Linked DNA regions of Gossypium hirsutum: region 2 is linked to region 1. Evidence: chromatin contacts called from public Hi-C data. All regions are on one chromosome and are shown on one strand. Each heading gives the region's core, a stretch centred on a gene start, on an enhancer-like site or on the middle of the called end of the contact. The rest is flanking DNA. Distances are from core to core; before and after follow the strand shown.

Region 1 (3,284 bases), core at 78-2,577:
AAAGTAAAACAGGATTGGTTAGCAGCAAAACATCTACATTCACATACCAATAATTTGTGGCTGAAGTACCGAGAGATGCACGTGTTGACACATTTGCCTTCCTTGCGAAGGCACCAATATAGAAGTTTAGGCACTAGGTTGATAATTTTGGAAAGAATCACATTCTTATCTAGGGAATCGTCTAACCCTTCCGCAAAACTAATTTGGTCAACAAATGAAGATAGTAGCTGAATAAAATTCCCCAAGAACAAAGTATTCCGTTCATCATCTTCACCACCATTTCCACCAAAGATCTCGTCCATTGAATCCCAAGGCACATTCGAAATGAAAAAGCTTATCGAATTTAAAAGCACAAGAACAAGCTCATCATCACACTCTTCCTTCAAAAACTTCAGTATATTTCTTAATGTGCGGATAATTCCAGCTACTGTAAACAAGCTGGTATTTTTCAACTTAGATTTAAATAAACCTACAAGATTCAATAAGTCAGAACCAGAACCTCCAGCTCCAGTTATTGAAGGTTCAAAAGAACACGAAGATATGTTCGAGATTGATAATTCTAAGCATATAGAGAGCGAATGGATAAAAAATTCCCAGGTTTTTACCTACAATAACAAGAAAAGAACCTAATAAAAAGGAGGGAAAAAACAAACTTCAAAGTTATAAATAAAATCTTTAAATTGATTAACATACAGATGAGGCTAGAAATTCAGAGAAGGTAACGAGCACATTGCCAGCTAAATGTTGAACGTATAGGCTTTCCAGAGTTAACAAAGGAATCTGAAAGGAAAATTTGAGAATTAATGTGATTTGGCGATTTGGGATTTCAAGAAAAAACTACAAAAATTAACAAAATAGTAAAGAAAAAGAAAGTACCAGGTGAGATATTGATTTGGATAAACAATGGGGGTTTTGTGAGTTTGGGTTTAATGGAGAAGATATGTGAGCCGACGGAATCAAGCGGCGAATTTCATTTGAGACCTGAAAATAGAACCAGACAATAGAGTTAAGTAATGAAAGGAGGTTCAATGTAGGAGTTTTAGAGAAGAAGAAAAGAGGGGAACCTGAGAGAGAATGAGAAGAAGGTTTTTCTCTTCTTGTTTGCTGAAAGACAAATTCTCTGATACCTAACATAGCAAAAGTAATAACAATAAGATTAAAGAGAAAGAAAATGAAGGGGAAATTGAAATTTTGGAGGAGAATGGAACGGACGGTGAAAGGATGGAGAGAATCGTTGATCAGACGGCAGATACGAATAAATTGAGACTCAGTGAGCGACGGTGAAGACATTTTTTTACCCATTTTTCTTAAAGAACCGCAATGTTGTATTTATATACAAGTGTAAAATTACCAAGTTGGGCAAGTTTTATACTTTTATTGAATTCATTGTCTTTCTTTAATTTAGGAATCAAATTGAAAGGAAAACAGTAAATCCAACCCAATTTTTCATCTTCGGTAATGTTATTTTAGTTATTTATTTACTCATTCATTTATTTCTAAGAACAGGGTTTGAGGATCGATCCACGACACAGAATTGTTTGGGGGACCGAACACTGTACTTAGGATTGATTCAGTTCATAGAGTTGCAGAACTGAGAAACCTCCTTGGCCGCGTGCATGCTACCGTCATACGAAAGCTGCTATCTAGCGTCCCTCGTACAAAAATGCAGCTCCATAACAACAGTCAAAAAAGCGCGTCAACTCCACGCTTTCCTACTGACCACCTCCACAACATGCCTCCACTTCCCGTCCCCCTACCTCCACAACAACCTTGTATCTATGTACTCTCGATGCAACTCCCTTTCAGATGCCAAGAAAGTGTTCGATAAAACTCCCCATAGAAATGTAGTTTCATACAATGCGCTCATTTCCGCGTATTCTCGATCTGTAAACCATGCTAATTTAGCCTTTGGATTGGTTTCCCAGATGGGTTTTGAGTATTTAAGGCCTAATGGTGCCACATTCACGAGCTTGTTACAAGCTGCTTCATTGGTTCAGGATAGATTGATTGGTTCGTCGCTACATGCTCTTCTTCTGAAGTCTGGATTTCTAGGTGATGTTTGTGTTCAAACTTCGTTACTTGGGATGTACTCGAATTTTGGGGATTTGGTATCTGCTAATGAAGTTTTTGCTGGCATAGATGGCAAGGATGTCGTTTCTTGGAATTCTACAATATTTGGATACTTGAGGAATGATAAGATAAAGGAAGGGCTGGCTCTCTTTTTTGATATGATGAAGTTTGAGGTTTTTCCAACTCCATTTACCTATTCCATGGTGTTAAATGCTTGCGGTAAGTTGGGAAATTATGAGTGTGGGAAAATTATCCATGCCCGAGTTGTCGTTTCTAATATAGTAGTTGATTTACCTTTGCAAAATGCCTTGCTTGACATGTATTGCAATTGTGGTGATATTGAAATGGGGTTGAAGGTTTTTAGCAGGATTCAAAACTTTGATTTGGTTTCTTGGAATTCAATGCTCGCGGGATTGGCAGAGCATGGAGATGGCATAAGAGCCATGGAGCTGTTTGTTGAGTTGAAGGGAATGTATTTTCTTAAGCCTGATGAATACACTTTTGCTGCTGTCATTTCTGCAACTAGTGCACTCTTGGCATCTGATTATGGGAAGCCCCTGCACGGTCAAATTACAAAATCAGGTTTGGAAAGTAGTGTTTTTGTAGGAACTGCCCTTGTGTCCATGTATTTTAGAAATGGTGGTAGTGAATCTGCTCAGAAGGTTTTTAGTATGATCTTGAAGAAAGATGTGATGGTTTGGACTGAAATGATTATGGGTTATTCTAGATTGGCTGATGGGGAGAGTGCTATTAGATTGTTGGTTGAAATGTGTCAAATGGGGTACAAAATTGATAGCTTTGTTCTCAGTGGTGTATTAAGTGCTTGTGCTGACCTTGCAATGCTAAAACAAGGTGAGATGATTCATTCTCAGGCTATAAAATCTGGATATGATGTTGAAATGTCTGTTTGTGGTAGTCTGATTGACATGTATGCCAAAAATGGAAACCTTAAAGCTGCTCAATCCATATTTTCATTGGTTTCTAACCCTGATTTAAAGTGTTGGAATGCAATGCTTGGGGCATATAGCCTACATGGAATGGCAGAAAATGCCCTGAAGCTATTCGACAAGATTCTAAAACATGAACTAAGACCAGATCAAGTAACATTTTTGTCTCTACTATCTGCTTGTAGCCACAGCGGCTTGGTTGAGAGAGGAAAGTTATTATGGGGTTTTATGAAGGAAAGTGGTTGCACTGCAGGACCCAAGCATTAT
Region 2 (3,021 bases), core at 46-2,545, 190 kb before region 1:
GTTTGGGGTTTAGGGTTTAGGGTTTGGGGTTTAGAGGTTGGGTTTAGGGGTAAATATGGTGAACTACTTAATTAACTTGTATATCTTGGATTTTTTATAATATAAATCTAAATAAGATAAATATAAATTATTATTTTAAAAAATATATATATCAAAATGGGATAAATCCCAAAAGAATACATGAACAATGGTTTAGTGTGCAATGGGTTAAATCCCAAAAGCATAAATTATGAATACAATTATTGATATAACATCATTTTATATTTATATATTGCATACATAAATATTTATATTTATTCAATATAAAAATATATTGATGTATTTATTTTTTAAAATATGTATGATTAAATCAAAATTAAAGTTTCAACTATACATTTAAACCACAATTTGAATTTCACGTCTACAATTACACATTAAACCAAAATTCATATATAATTCTGAGATGTATCTCTATCAAAATTTAGGTGTATACATATAATTAAATATTTAATTATGGTTTAAGGGTTGGGGTTAAGGGTTTAGGGTTTAAGGGATATGGGTTATGATATAGTGTTTATTATTTTGGGGTTTAGAGTTTATGATTTAAGATTTAAGGTTTAATGCTCATGGTTTAGGGGTTTAGGGTTTATGATATAATGTTTATTATTTTGGGTTTAGAGTTTTTGGTTTTTGGTTTTATGGTTTTTTGTTTTATAGTTAGGGTCGTAGTACTGGTCATGGTTTTAGGGGTTAAGCTATTAAGGTTTAAGGGTTAGGGTTTTTGATAAAATAACAAAAATCAAATTATTTTAGGGTTTAGGTAAGCAATAAGAATCTTTTTTAATTGCTTTTATCCGTTGTAATATATATATTTAGGGTTTAGGGTGTAGGTTTATGATTTGGGGTTTAAAATTTAGGGTTTACTGTTGAAAAATTGAAGCAACATTTCGATTTTACTGCGAAAAAATTTGAAAGTAAAAACATAGAAAAATACATGTCAAAAATGAAAAAAAATACTATTAATTAAAATAATTTTAAAGTTTTTTTAGGTATATGACTGATTTTTTTAATTTATATATTAATTAATTTCTTATAAAATTGTAAAGAAGATAATATTTATTTTAATATATTAAAATTATCAATATAGTTTAAATTATTTAAGAAATAATGATAAAGTTTATATGTATTAAAACAAAATAAGGAATTTTTAACGAAGCAAAACGGTGCCATTTTGTGTAAAGGAGAATAACTTTTCACGGCCACAAAAAGTCTTACATAAAACGACACCGTTTTGTTACCCACAATGCCTTAAGACTTTTTCCCAAAATCGGTTCCTCCCTTCGCCCCGAAATCCCAAAATTTGGCATGAAATATCTTCTTTTTTCCCTCCTTTCTTTTTCCCAAAATCGGTTCCCTCCCCCTCCCCAAAGAAATCCTAAAACTTTGCCTGAAATTTCTTCTCTTTTTTTTCCCCATTTTATTTTTCCCAAACCATTTCTCCCCTACCCCGATTCCCTTTATTTTTTCCCCCAGTTTCCCCAAATCGATAGCCCTCTACATCTCCGTCGGTAGCCCGCGGCTATATCTCCGTCGACATATGCGGTCAAGTATATTAAAAGAGGACCCAAGGTACGTGCTAGGATTTTCTTTTCTTTTCTTTTCTTTTTCCTTTCATTTCATATTTACAATTCTGATTTCTACGGTTAATGTTCATGATCTTGTATCTGTTTGCATTTTCTTTTTATTCATGGGCTAAATTGGGCTCCTTTTTTCTTGTTTAGACTCAATGGATTGATTTCAAGGGTTTCTTTTACTATACAGATAGATGAACATGTGCAGAGGGAGATTATGAACCATAGGTCTTTAAAGCATCCAAATATAATTAGATTCAAAGAGGTATATATCTATATAATACTGATTTCACATTTTAAATTACTTGTTGAATTCTGCATTTAGTTGATTATAATTAGATTCAAAGAGGTATATTATTCTTTTGTAAATAATTTGTTATATTTTGTTAACATATTGCTAAATCGATTATGTGTATTGAAGAAGCAAATCTGTCTTAAAAAATGTGCTCATTATGTATGTATATATGAGTGAATGATGATGACTTACTCTAATTTGTTTGAAATCGAAATTCATTTTGAATTGCACTTTCTTGATGCACCAGTAAAATCAGGAGTCAACCGATAATTGCTTGGCATTCTAAGGCTAATCTTTGGGCACTTAATTTGGTTAATTGGCATTTTAACGCTGACAAGTTAAACTTTAGGTTTGGTTTATGAGAGATTGGGTTTGGGGATTAGGCCTCTTTTGGCGAATATAAAATTTTATGTTAAACATGTTATAGTTGTTGATGTTATTTTTATGCATCATTGGAACAGATATTGATATTATCTGGTTGCAATCTTCTGCAGTGACTACCTGTTCAAGCTTCTGCTTATTGGAGATTCTGGTGTTGAAAAATCTTGTCTTCTTTTGAGATTTGCTGTAAGTTTCTTGACTTACGTTGTCATTTGAAAGTAAATGTCTACATTATAGAGATCTATTTTCCTTGTCGTACATTCTTAGGTTCTTATATGATTGCCCTGAATGCTTATATCCATGTATGATGTTAGATTGTAATAATGATTCATTAAAAAGTTTTACTGCATATAACATGTGTCTTGAGAGAGTAAAATGTGAACTTCACGAGTTTGGACATAGACAGTTGTGGCCTCAGAATCTTGTCACTATATTTAGTTGTATATCAAGATATCAAACATGTGGAATTTTGGATATTCCCAGATGGTTATGCAGGACAAAATCATGAATCTATGATTTTGTAATTTCTTTTATGCAGGATGATTCATATGTAGAAAGCTACATAAGCACCATTGGGGTTGATTTTGTAAGTGAACAGTCCTTGGTGCTAACTTGACCTCTAACTCCCAAAACTTATAGCAATTATTCTAACCTCTTTTGATTTCATTTTCTTTTTTGGTAGAAAATACGTACTGTGGAGTAGGATGGGAAAACCATTAAACTTTAAATTTTATG

What was found. A called contact is a pair of places that touch in the nucleus more often than the background predicts.
Region 2: a Hi-C map of petal shows a contact between it and region 1, with 2.3 times the contacts expected there. The contact joins the promoter of LOC107933116 here to the promoter of LOC107933052 in region 1. A contact is called at or near these places in 2 of 34 Hi-C or Micro-C datasets (leaf and petal).

What each region holds. Positions count from the first base shown.
Region 1 is chrA12:17,984,128-17,987,411 of Gossypium_hirsutum_v2.1, reverse strand. LOC107933052 reads right to left here and starts at 1,327. Exons shown (of 13, transcript XM_041084258.1): 1 at 1,213-1,327; 2 at 1,065-1,127; 3 at 877-981; 4 at 694-780; 5 at 48-605. The coding sequence starts at 1,302. LOC107933042 (pentatricopeptide repeat-containing protein At3g50420) reads left to right here and starts at 1,427. Exons shown (of 1, transcript XM_016865193.2): 1 at 1,427-3,284. The coding sequence starts at 1,617.
Region 2 is chrA12:18,172,775-18,175,795 of Gossypium_hirsutum_v2.1, reverse strand. LOC107933116 (ras-related protein RABD2a) reads left to right here and starts at 1,295. Exons shown (of 6, transcript XM_041082556.1): 1 at 1,295-1,608; 2 at 2,400-2,472. The coding sequence starts at 1,577.